Regions from separate parts of the Mus musculus genome. Here regions 2, 3 and 4 are each linked to region 1. A link is a contact called in public HiChIP or PLAC-seq data. All regions are on one chromosome and are shown on one strand. The core of a region is the stretch at or near the end of the contact, and the rest is flanking DNA. Distances in the headings are between cores, read along the strand shown.

The links. HiChIP or PLAC-seq counts read pairs in DNA pulled down with a chosen protein or histone mark.
Region 2: a contact with region 1 is called in an HNF4G HiChIP or PLAC-seq map of pancreatic cancer cells. The contact joins two enhancer-like sites. A contact is called at or near these places in 1 of 15 datasets of contacts at CTCF or cohesin (the NIH/3T3 cell line), 4 of 484 Hi-C or Micro-C datasets (embryonic stem cells, liver and pancreatic cancer cells), 6 of 115 datasets of contacts at active chromatin or transcription factors (astrocytes, embryonic hindbrain, epiblast stem cells and 3 more) and 2 of 9 other capture datasets (embryonic stem cells and pancreatic islet).
Region 3: a contact with region 1 is called in a FOXA1 HiChIP or PLAC-seq map of pancreatic cancer cells. The contact joins two enhancer-like sites. A contact is called at or near these places in 3 of 484 Hi-C or Micro-C datasets (embryonic stem cells, erythroblasts and uterus), 4 of 115 datasets of contacts at active chromatin or transcription factors (embryonic limb bud, embryonic stem cells, epiblast stem cells and 1 more) and 2 of 9 other capture datasets (embryonic stem cells and liver).
Region 4: a FOXA1 HiChIP or PLAC-seq map of pancreatic cancer cells shows a contact between it and region 1. The contact joins two enhancer-like sites. A contact is called at or near these places in 2 of 115 datasets of contacts at active chromatin or transcription factors (bone marrow-derived macrophages and pancreatic cancer cells) and 1 of 9 other capture datasets (adipose tissue).

The regions. Positions count from the first base shown.
Region 1 is chr15:27,996,791-27,999,750 of GRCm38.p6, reverse strand. All of the region lies in intron 1 of Trio (triple functional domain (PTPRF interacting)), which reads left to right. Among named protein-coding and RNA genes, the nearest start is that of Gm29975, 3.2 kb to the right of the region's middle. Within about 2 kb of position 1,465, at least 40 of the 459 cell types and tissues checked have an H3K27ac peak or open chromatin away from gene starts, as enhancers often do. A contact at or near this core is called in embryonic limb bud, epiblast stem cells, pancreatic cancer cells and 1 more, where this site is marked.
Region 2 is chr15:28,180,734-28,183,693 of GRCm38.p6, reverse strand. It overlaps a transcript of Dnah5 not described here. Among named protein-coding and RNA genes, the nearest start is that of Dnah5, 22 kb to the left of the region's middle. Within about 2 kb of position 1,528, at least 60 of the 459 cell types and tissues checked have an H3K27ac peak or open chromatin away from gene starts, as enhancers often do. A contact at or near this core is called in pancreatic cancer cells, where this site is marked.
Region 3 is chr15:28,158,024-28,160,983 of GRCm38.p6, reverse strand. It overlaps a transcript of Dnah5 not described here. Among named protein-coding and RNA genes, the nearest start is that of Dnah5, 44 kb to the left of the region's middle. Within about 2 kb of position 1,588, at least 278 of the 459 cell types and tissues checked have an H3K27ac peak or open chromatin away from gene starts, as enhancers often do. A contact at or near this core is called in embryonic limb bud, epiblast stem cells, pancreatic cancer cells and 1 more, where this site is marked.
Region 4 is chr15:27,848,716-27,851,675 of GRCm38.p6, reverse strand. It overlaps Trio (triple functional domain (PTPRF interacting)), which reads left to right. Exons shown (of 57, transcript NM_001081302.1): 15 at 517-683; 16 at 2,624-2,743. Among named protein-coding and RNA genes, the nearest start is that of Gm29975, 140 kb to the left of the region's middle. Within about 2 kb of position 1,540, at least 58 of the 459 cell types and tissues checked have an H3K27ac peak or open chromatin away from gene starts, as enhancers often do. A contact at or near this core is called in pancreatic cancer cells, where this site is marked.

The DNA.
Region 1 (2,960 bases), core at 216-2,715:
GGGTCATTAAAGTGTGTGTGTGGAGAGGGCGTGTTTCAAATGCCAGTTATCTGTTTGCACAGCAGGCCCTTTTACCAGTGGAATGTCTCCCTGTCCCTGCCATTGAAGATTTTATACACTTGACAGAATTGATGTTACATATGTTCATGTTAGAAAGGAAACAGCAGAGCTTAAGTTTAGTGTTTGTAAGGGTCTGTTTAGAGCAGCAGAGATAGCCAGGTCATATGCCTGGGTGCTCGCATTATTCTGGTACTTGTGTTGAAAACAGATTAATAATTAATATTCCAATTCAGTGTTTGAAAAAAAATACTTTTGTAAATAATCTTGCACAATTAGGTAATTCTTTTCTTTCAGTGGCTTATATTTCACATGCTCAGTGCCTTCAAAATTCAAAGGACACATTTAACATTTTTTGTAGTGATTGGAAGTTGAGCAGATACTATGGAAAATCCCTTGGTTTTTGAGACAGTCTCACCCTGTAGCTCTGGCTGGCCAGGCACTCTCATAAGCCAGATGGCCAGATCTAAATACATAGATATCTACCTGCCTCTGCCTTCTCTTGCATGGGACCTTGTATGGCCATGCCAGGAGGAAATCCCTTCTTTAGGGAAAGTGTCCAACACAGCCCCTAGTGCCTGGTGTTTCTACACGTCTGCTGTCATCTGACCTGAAACATCTGTCCACATGAGGTCTGAGTGGTCCCGTGCTGGAGCCTCTGTCCTATAGCCTGGGAGAGCACCAGGTGGGAAACTGAAAAAGGAAGAAGAAAAGTAAAAGCAGGTGTGTGTCCTGGAAGGGGCTCTAACGGGCTGCCTGACTAATGGCTTTGCACTCCAGGGGGGCTGAGCAAAGGCCACTCACTCCCATCTCCTGCTGGGAATCGAGAGCCAGCTTCTCTCCCGGCTGCTGCTTTAGGAGGATCTCTTCCTATTAGTTGCTGAGAGCTTGTCTGCTTGAAGGGGCTGCGGAGCATACTCATGCAACCCTGAGACTTGTCTGAAATACCCATCGGCCGGCCCACAATTACAGAAACAAACAAGTTTCTAAATTCCACTGTAACAACTTGGCTCAGTTTCTAATCTGCCTTTGTCAACATGGTCTGACTTTTCTATCTCATTTTATTTAGTATTATAAATCACTGTGTCTGCATGGGTGAGTGGCCGTGTGTGTGTGTGTGTGTGTGTGTGTGTGTGTGTATGTGTATGTGATGTGACCGTTTGTATAAATACGTAATGTACATGAGCTAAGGTCCTCGTACTTTTGCAGCAGCAGTCTACCTAAAATTAAGCCATCCTTTTTAGCCCCCTTTTGTCTATTTGACAGCCACACTGCTAAATGATTTTCCAAGTTCATGGAATAATTCTTTTCCCACTTAAGAAAAGAAAAAAGCCATTCTCCCTCACAGTGCCGCACCTCAGGCAAGGGTTCATTCGGCCTTACTGCTTTAGGTTTGCCAAACAAAAGCCGTGGAGTCGGATATGAGACGTGAGGACCACACAGGAAGGGCTCAGATCAAAGGGGAGGTCATTCCTAGGTGATGGTTTTCAGCCGGAGAATGAAGACTGGAAAGGAGAAGAAAATGAATGACGTTCCGGTTTGCTGACCTGATGATTGCTGAGGTCAGGTTGTTAGTCCTGTGTGCTGGCCTTGTGCTGAGACTGCCCCCTGCCTCCATATGTGGAGTGGTTAGAAAGATCCGTGCTGCTGGGTGTTGGAAAGGTGACAGGTGTTGCTGTCTGGCACTGATATTTGCTCCTGATTATTAAGCTGATCATGGGATGTACTGTCCAAACAGAGATGCTTCTGAGAATGAAACGGGGTGTTGCTGCTAATTATTCTGGAAAAGTAGGCTTAAACTGGAATTGTTCTGTCAAGTCGAGATGGATGGCTGCCTTACTGACTGCAGAGGTGGAGAGAGTCACACTCAGATATTGATGACTCAGGGGTAGTTTTCTGTGACTTATCATCTGCCTTGATTCAGTCCCGGACACATAATGGTGTGGACAGTTGACGAAGAGTGGGTCTGAGACATGATGCTGAGTCAGAGGCTCTGCCAGGAGTGTGCTGTCTGAAAGGACCTCCAGCACATTCCACGCTCCCTTTGCCCAGCTCCCGGAGTGGCTGGACTGCTTGTTTTGTGTGCAGTGAGCTAAGTGTGACTTGAGTCCTGAATCAGGATTTGTCAGCACTCGAGGCCTGGCCGGCTTCCTAAGCTTCTTCCTAAGAGCTGAGCCAAGGGGGTCTTTGTGCCCCCGCCTCCCACACGGGACTGCAGAGGGAGCAGGCTAAAACAGGCCTTTCACTGCCGAAGAAGGGGGCTAGAGGGTTATTGGCCACTGTCCCTGCCTGCTCCTGGGCAGCCTGTCAGCTCCCCTGCCTGGGGTTTCCTCAGCAGGCTTGGTGCCCCTGAATGAGAGAAAGTCCTGACAGTTGTTAGATTCCCCCAAGTAAAACCCTGACAACTTCTTTACAGGGTGTTAGAGAACTCATTCCATACTTCTTCTTAATTAATTACAAAAATTAAACCCATTTAACAATAAAAACTATTCTTTGGTCCTGAGAATCCTTGTGTTAGTTTAAGCATTCATATAAGCACATCAAAGTAATGTATGCTAAGACATGCTTTTGTACCAATCTGGCATGTACACACACACACAACACACACACCATGCCCGTTTAAGTTCACCTGAGTGGCAAAGGCATGTGCTGGCACATGTGCAGCCAGCTGGATGGATGTAGATCTGTTCTGTGGATGGAGAAAGGTCTGTGAGTTACACCCCCCAGGTTTCTGGCACATTCTTGCAGTAACCTAGATAGGAGAGTGGTTACATGCTGGTATTTTCAGCCCATGCGGCCTGAATTTCCAAACTTGCCATTTCTTCCTGCTTGGAGCCTCCTGTCCTCATTGGATGGATAAAAAGGTTACTTTGAAGGAGTGGAGCAAAAGAGGAGAGCTGACC
Region 2 (2,960 bases), core at 279-2,778, 180 kb before region 1:
GTTTTGTTTTCATTACTCCAAGTGGCAATGACAAATCATGTTCTGATAGCAAAGTTCTCAGGGCTGGGAGGAAGCGTCTTCCACAGAAATATGAGGACCTGTGTTTGGATCCCAGCACCCACCTAAAAGTCAGGCACGGGGTACAGATCTGTAACCTCAGAGCTGAGAGCACAAAGAGAAGTGGGACCTTGGAAGTTGTTTGCCAGCCAGCCTTGAAGAAGAGGAAGGAGGAGGAGGAGGAGGAAGAAGAGGAAGCAGAAGAATAGGAGAACGAAGAGGAAGGAGGGAGGAAAGAAGGAAGGAAGGAAGGAAGGAAGGAAGGGAGGGAGGGAGGGAGGGAGGGAGGGAGGGAGGGAGGGAGGGAGGGAGGGAAGGAGGAAGAAGAAAGAAGGAAGAGAAGGAGAGGAAGATCCTAAAGCCTTCAATGCTTTGAAATGTTAGCAATATTAGAACGGATTTGTGGAGTTTGTAGGTTTATGGATTACCAGGAATCAAATTAAAAACCATTCCCACCAATCTTTAAATGGACAGAGGCAAATCTTCTAGTTTCTTCTATTCCATTACTAAAACAAAGCCTTCTCATGAGCCCTTTCCTTGATCTACTAAGTATCGGACATAATAGGAATCCTCATTCAATTCCAAGTGCTCATGAGCACTCCTTGTCCTCAAGTTTATTTTTTCCACTAATTTATTTATTCACTTTGCATCCCTATTGCAGCTCCCTTCCCTCCCAGTCCACCTCTCACAAGGCCCCTCCCCCCATTCCTGCACCCCCTTCACCTCTGAGAAGAGGGAGGTCCCCCCTGGGTACCAATCCACCCTGGCACCTCAAGTCACTGCAGGACTAGGCACATCCTCTCCTCTCCCATCGAGACCAGACAAGACAGCCCAGTTATCGGACCAGGATCTACAGATGGGCAACAGAGTCAGGGTAAGCCCCTGCTCCCCTTGTCTGGGGACACTCATGAAGACCAAGCTGCACATCTGGCACATATGTGCAGGAGCCTAGGGCCAACCTGGGAATGTTCTTTGGTTGGCGGTCCAGTCTCTGGGATCCCCAAGGGTCCATGTTAGTTGACTCTGTTGGTCTTCCTATGGAGTTCCTATCCCCTTCAGGGCCCTCAGTCCTTCCCCCAACTCTTCCACGAGACTCCCCGAACTCCATCTAATGTTTGGCTGTCTTCAGTTCACATCGATTCCTAGAAATGCTGTAGAATGCAATTCTTTGTCCAAGAAATTGGGCATGAGGGCATTTTCCCTTAAGGTATTGATGAGATTTCAATGATTTCCTATACTTGAAAAAATAATGTTCATAAACTTCACATAAATTATACTGTCCTGTATAAATACATAACTTGATACATAGCATGTATACATCTCATTATATAAAACTTAAAGATAAGGTGTTTTCCAAAGAGTCATAATATCAAAATTCAAATGTATTTTATCAAACTTCAAGTCTGAGCTATGTCACTGGAATATTTCAGACTTCTCCACAAGAGGGCGCTGCTCTCCAAGCTATTGTGTGGCCAAGCCTGCTTAGGTATTTATTTCGAGCATTTCACCTGGTGTCACTCACATTAGCACGTGGACAGGGTGGCTCCTCAGCAGTGACTTTGAGAGTCATAAGTGAACGTAAAATGGCAATAGTTCTAGAGACATCTTAAGAACCACAGCTTCTCATTCTGTGTTCAGTGGGGCAAGGGAGGCTCGGCCCGAGGCTCGCCTATGACGTCACCCAGGCTTTCCAGCGTGAAGGATGTATGACACCCACCGCTCCCCTGTCTATTCCCAGTGTCTGTTACCCCTCTAGCCCTTGTCTTAGTCCCATAAGATGCTATAACTTATCACCGTAGACTCGGTGACTTCCCCCACCCCCTTCCCTTCTCTCTCTTTCTTCAGCTCCGCTCTTTCCGGGCCATAGATTTTTTTTTCTCTCTCTCTCTCATTACAGATGGTTGTGAGCCACCATGTGGTTGCTGGGAATTGAACTCATGAAGAGCAGTCAGTGCTCTTAACCGCTGAGCCATCTCACCAGCCCGACTGGGTGTCTTATAAACAAAAGTCATGCGTCTCATAGTTCTGGAGGCTGGCTAAAAAGCCAAGCTCAAGGTGTTTACCAACTCTGTGTCATAAAGGCACATAAACGGTTCCTTGCTCATAAACGATGCTCTGTCTGAACTCTCATGACTCATCACTAGCCAAAGGCCCCACTCCCTAATACTCTGGGGCCGAGGGTTTTACTCGGATTAATTTGTGGAAGATACAAACATGCAACCTGTAGCACTCTGGCTTCTTCCTAAGAAATGCTGTGCCATGGGGCACTGATCTTATACACATGCATCCCATTAGCTCAGGGGACGCAGAAAGTCTCCTCAGGCCTGGTGGGTAAAAAGCACCATAGAATAGGGGGAGAACTCTAAATAGTTAATTTTTCCCTGGCTCAACAGGGAAAAATGCCTGCTTCATCTTCATGGAGCCTCACTGCTACCTAGCATTGCAGCTGGGCTTCATCTAACAGAGAAGAAAAGCCACAACTTGAAAAAGCATCTGTCTGTAGATCATGAAGCTGACTTGAAGGGCCAGTCTGAGGGCAAAGCCTTCACACTTCTTTCCCATCCCATGCTCAAGGGGATCTCTGTAGCCTTACTGAGAGAGCTGAGGTGCACATGGCCCAGTCTCAGCCCAAAGTCCCTTGTTATTGTTTGGCTTTTGTTGGGCTTTGTTTTGCTTTTTTGTGTATTGCTGGGTGTCTGGGTCCCTGTTCTATTGCTGTAAAGAGACAACATGTCCTTGGCAACTCTTATGAAAGAAAGCATTTAGTTGAGGGCTTGCTTACAGTTTCAGAGGATTCGTCCGTTATATTTATCATGGCAGGCATGGTGCTAGAGAAGTAGCTACATCCTGGTCTGCAGGCAGAGAAAGGGGGGGGGGGGGCTGAGTCTAGCATGGCCTCTCCA
Region 3 (2,960 bases), core at 339-2,838, 160 kb before region 1:
AGTGGGCATCCCAGTCCAGAACGGGATGCTCAGAAATGACCCACTAAGCCCACAGATTTCCAAGAGGAAGATTTTTAATTTTGTTCCTATGTTCAAAAGTCCAGGACCACATCCTGTGGTAGATGCTATCCGAAGACTCAGCCCACGTTCCCCAGTCTCACTCTACTGGCCCCACCTGGAAGCCGCATCAAAAGAACTGATCCTTCATGTTTGATCTCAGGGCAGAAATGCTGGCCTGTGGGAATTTTATCATAATGCCCAGTCTGGGGTAGCTCTCACCTACAGCTTTCACTACTAAGCCAATGTAGAGTACTAACTCTGGGCAGATGTATCACATGGAGTTTAACAAATACCACACCAGTATCCCATCTCCTGAAGACGGTCTCACTGTAAGTCAGTCATAAACAGCAATCAGGCTCCATAACTGCTTGTTATTTGTTTAAAAGAAAAATGAAGTAAAATGCCATTCATTTCAGAGCAAGCATCTGAGGAGCACTAGAGTTATGATAGAAACTTGGGACAAGGGCTTATAAGAATGTGGGCAGGCTGCAGGCGTGAGTCAACGGGGAAAGGGCTGGCTGCACAAGCTAGGGATGTGAATTCAGACCTCAGTACCCATGGAAAGCTGAAGTGCAGAGGCTCACACCCATAAACCCAAACCCAGCAGCAGCAGGAAGAGGCAGCAAGAGCCTGGAGGCTCTCAGACCCGCTGGCCGACCTGAACCACCGCTCCTTGAGAAACCCAGTCACAAAATATAAGTTAGAGACTGATAGAAGAAAGACCTCCCTCCATGGCAGCCAATGCATGTGCATGCAAAGTAAATCTGCACACACACACATACACACACACACACAGCCAGTACACATACACACAAAGTAAACTTCCATAGAGAAAGAGGTGGGGGAGGGCAGGCTCTGGCCAATATACAAACATGCAAAGTAAATCTGCACACACACACTTGTGTGCATGCACACGCATGTATGTGCACACACACATACACACACACACACACAGCCAGTACACATACACACAAAGTAAACTTCCATAGAGAAAGAGGTGGGGGAGGGCAGGCTCTGGCCAATATACAAACATGCAAAGTAAATCTATGCGTGTGCACACACAGGGGGCTGGGAGGGAGAGAAGAAGAGACAGGGAGAGAGAGAAAGAGACAGAAAGACAGACTATGGCCAATACTCACATGCAAATTAAAACTACAGAAACACCACAAAGAGACAGTCTCTGGCTGTGCAAACATGCGCATGCAAAGTAATCCTACTTGCTGTACACACACACACACACACAGAGAGAGAGAGAGAGAGAGAGAGAGAGAGAGAGAGAGAGAGAGAGAAGGCAATCTATATGAAGGAAAAGAGGAAAGAGGCAAAGAAATGGAGGAAGGAGAGAGAAAGGGAAAGAGGAAAAATAAAATGACAAAAGCAAAATGGGAAGGAAAGGACAGAGTGAAGGAGGGAGAAGAGAGGGAGAGAGGGAGAGAAGGAAGGGGACAGAGGGTAGAGGAGAGAGGGCAGGGAAAGGAAGGGACTGAAAGGAGGGGAAGGGACAGAAAGAAGTGGGAGGAGTAGGAGGGAGCGAGGGAGGGCGGGGAAAATGGAGGGAGGGAGAGGAAAAAAAGAGAAAGGGAGACGACAGGAATGGGGAGATTACTAAGACACTGAAGGAGAGAAGGACTCTTCCGCAGAATGAGCCGTTGTACTTTAAACACAGTCGGCACTTCACAAGTGTTTGCTGAATTGAACCGAACTGCTCAAGTGTAGTTAATACTTCCAGCCTCACTTTCTAAGTATTTTCTCTAGAGAGAAGTGAAAGCAAAAGAAAAACACCCAGCCAGCCAGCTCCTCGGCCTTCCGAGCACAGGTGGGGCGGGGCTGGGGGGACGGGCTTGCCCTGGATGGAGCAGACAAAGGGAGCCACCCAGCTCTCCAGGCTGGTTCCCTGGAGATGAAGCAATCCGGGAGATAAAAATATCCTTGGCAGATGATTTACGCTCGAGTTCAGCCGCTGGCTTTCATTCCTAAATAAAGTAACCTAGAGCCGTTCCACTCTTTTTTTTTTTTTTAACCTGTTTGTTGAAGGCCACAAGACAAAGCCAAATGCAAACAGCATAGAGGTATAAATACACTCCCCGGTGGCCCCGAGCCAGGAAAGAGCTAAGCATGACAAAATGGGAAAATGTAACAGGTGAGCTTCCGCCTGGAGTCTTAAAGCAGCCAAGAAAGATGCGGTTCTTAGAAATAGCTATGTTTGCAGGATCTTCTCTCTGATTCTGAGACCAGCTTCATGAGTCCCATTACCCAGACATGAGGGAGACGGGAGTTCTGCCCTCCCTAGGGAAGGTTAAGTTCTATGAGGTCAGTTTTCAGCAACATGACACCGTATGCATTATATTTTTACTTCAGTGTCTATAACCACAGAAACACACCTTTTGCAGTATTGATGATAATTCTCCAGAGCTGCCAAAAATCTTGTCCCTGTCAACCTTGGCTTAGGGTCAATGCTAACACGGAGTAGCACTGAGGGAATGATGTTGTGTGGTGTTACCACAAAACAACTGAGTCCTGCTTCTGTTTCTCTCTCCGTTCTTCTCGCTGACCTGCAAACCTTTCCCACCAATGACTTACATAAACTAGAAGCTGCTTGCTTGGCTGGGGAGACAAAGAATTATAGAAAGTATTTACAAAGATATGATCCATCATGTAATTACCACAGGATACTCCCATAGGATGTAAATTTCTAGAAGGGATATTATGTTTCTTATTTGTTTTTGTTTTTTAAGACAAAGATTCCTGATGTAGCCCGAGCTGGCTGAAAACTTAAACCCCTTTTGCCTCCTTTCCTTTGTTTGTTTGTTTGTTTTTTGGGTTTTTTTGAGACAGGGTTTCTCTGTGTAGCCCTGGCTGTCCTGGAACTCACTTTGTAGACCAGGCTGGCCTCGAACTCA
Region 4 (2,960 bases), core at 291-2,790, 150 kb after region 1:
CACAATCACGCTTAACTTTATCCTCAGGAAACTTATCCTTAAATTCTTTTGAGAATTGTTTTAAGTAGTAAGAACTTTGGAAAATTGTTATATTTGTGAGCGAAGTATAAAAACTTGTGAAAGTGTTTGTTTAGTTTCAGTGTCCAGCAGATGTCGCTGTAAACCTCAATATTAAATGTATCCAGTGATTCCCCAGCAACATCCTGCTTGCATTAGCCGCTTTACATGGAGTAAATTAAATGTTTCCTGAAGGCTGAGCCACTTGCTCATTTCTAAAAGCTGCTACCCTGTCACTAAGTCCCAGAGGGTCAGCTCAGCTGTGCACCCTTTCACGCCCTGGCCCGCTGGATATGTGTATAGAAACATCTCTGCTGGCCTGGGTCTCCCTGAACTGGGCTGCTAGTGCAGGTGGCCCCCTGTGGCGCCTTTTTCACAAGCCACACTGGGTAGTGCATTGGGCAAGAGACGCTGACCGATGGTGTGAGTTGAATACCGGTCGCCTACGACTGTTCACAGGTGTGGAGCTGCTTTGTGACAGAGATGTGGACATGGCCACTCGGGTTCAGGACCTCCTGGAGTTTCTTCATGAGAAGCAGCAGGAGTTGGATTTGGCAGCTGAGCAGCATCGGAAACACTTGGAGCAGTGTGTGCAGTTGCGCCACCTGCAGGCGGAAGTGAAGCAGGTGCGTGACACTGAGGAATGATGGGAATTCTTGACCGGTTGGCCTCGGGGAGAATTTACCATGTCCCGCTGTGTAAGGTTGTTCTTGCCCTTGGACAGCATCTCATGGTAGAAATGAAGCCCACCCCTCCGTGGATGGCCAGCTGGAGTGGAAGAGCTGCCCGCTCAGCAGCCATAGCTCTTGAGTGTGTTGTCCCTGCCTATCCTTTCCTACTTGGTGGTCCCTTGCTTAAAGCATATTACTTCCTAGGCTAAGGAAATGCATGATTTTCCCCCTAAATGTTTATTAATCTGGACATATCTGCAGACTGCAAGTCTAGGCTTTTCTTGAGTTAGCTGCATACTATATAGAATGTCACATTTAGGGCGAAGCTGAGACAAATGGATTCAATACCACTAGAGTCAAGTATAGATATCACACTGTGTCCCGTGGTGGGGATAAAGGAGCGCTCCCTGATGGAGGGTCTAGATGGAGGAGTGAGGCTGTTAGATTCTGTCCATTGCACAGAAAGCCAGCCCTGGCCTTGTTGAAGGAAGTGCCAGGAGCCTCAGCCACGGCCTGCTGTGGTGCAGACACAGGCTGTGTTCACAGAAGAGCACATGCTCCTGGCACCACAGGTGATGGGGATGGGGGCTGCTATTCTCTTGTGTAGCATTAGTGTCACTAGTATTGTACATTTAAAGGAGACACAGTGTTGTAACCTGTGAGCATTTCTTCTTCCCTCAAGAAAAACCACTTATTTAAGGACTGATGTAGTTATACACCTTACAGGCTGTCTTTGCTTAGACTGTGAAGATGGCTTTCAGAAGCCATTCTACCCCTGTAATGAGTCAGCCGTGGTGTTTACTCACCCCATGGCCCTATGACACACCAGGCTGAGATTGTGGCTGGTGTCCCACAACCTCCCGCTGGAGCCAGCCACAGCCTGTGATTACCATTGCTGAGATGAAACACCATGACTGAAAGCAGCTTGAGGAGGAAAGGGCTTGTTTCACTCAGAGTTCCATACAACAGCTCGTCATGAAAAGCAGTGAGGGCAGGAACTCGGCAGTACAGGAACATAGAAGCAGGAGCCTGTGAGAGGCCGTGGAGGGGTGCTGCTCACTGGCTTGCTCCCCAGGGCTACCTTCCCAGCGGTGGTCCCACCCACAGCGGGCTGGGCCTTCCCCATCATCATTGATTAAGACTGTCCTACAGGCTTGCCTACACCCCTGTAGTGTGTACACTTGAGTCCCTTGGTTTGGCCTCTGAGCATTGTGGAGGAATCTATTTCACACCTGGGCTATAGTGTCATTTAACACTGATCGTCCTTGGAAAGTCAGTGAAACAAAGGAGTTGCTCTGACTAAGTAAGTGGCCAGTTTACTATGGGTTAGGTGAGAGTCTGGACAGGAAGTAGCAGGACTTCCCTCAAGTGTCAGGGAACTCATTCAGTGAACAAGTTTGCTTTATAACATGGAACAGTCTTGGTCTGTGTTCTCATAGCCCGTTCCCTCCACCATCTTAAAAAAAAAAAAAAAAACAACCCAGACCTTCTGTGCCCTTGTGGCAGTGTCTGTGGTGAGAGCCCTGTGGGGATTGTAGGCTCTGTTGGTAAGATTGTAAGGAAGTCAGGGCTGTCTCCTTACCAGGACCTCTAGGCCAGCTCTCCTCAACCTTCCTGATCTCTTTAATAGAGTTCCCCATGTTGTGGTGATTCCCCAACCGTAAAATTATTTCTATTGCTAGTTTTGTTACTATTATGAATCATAATGTAAATATCTGTTTTTCCCCTCGGTGGTTAAGTTTACCCCATGTGAAAGGGTCATTTGACCCCAAAGGGGTGGCAACCCACAGGTTGAGAACCACTGTGGACCGCTTTGTAGACCCACCCCCATCCCAGGAACCTTGCAGGGCGCTAGAAGGACCACTGCTTAGAGCTGCCTTCTGCCCCGTTTTCAGGTGCTGGGCTGGATCCGAAATGGAGAGTCCATGCTAAATGCTGGGCTCATCACGGCCAGCTCGCTGCAGGAAGCCGAGCAGCTGCAGCGAGAACACGAGCAGTTCCAGCATGCGATTGAGGTAAGGTGGTGTCTGCGGGTGGAGTTTATGGCCTGGAGACCAGCCTGATAACCCTTGGCTTGGTGGTACACCTCCCACTGGAGCCAGCCACAGCCCGAGCAGGAGAGAATGACAGTGCTTGTCAGCCCGTCAGCTAGTCATTGACTGTGGGCAAAGCAAACAGCCCACAACTGCAGAGCATTGAGAACCACCTTGCAGCAAGTGTCCCAGGGATCAG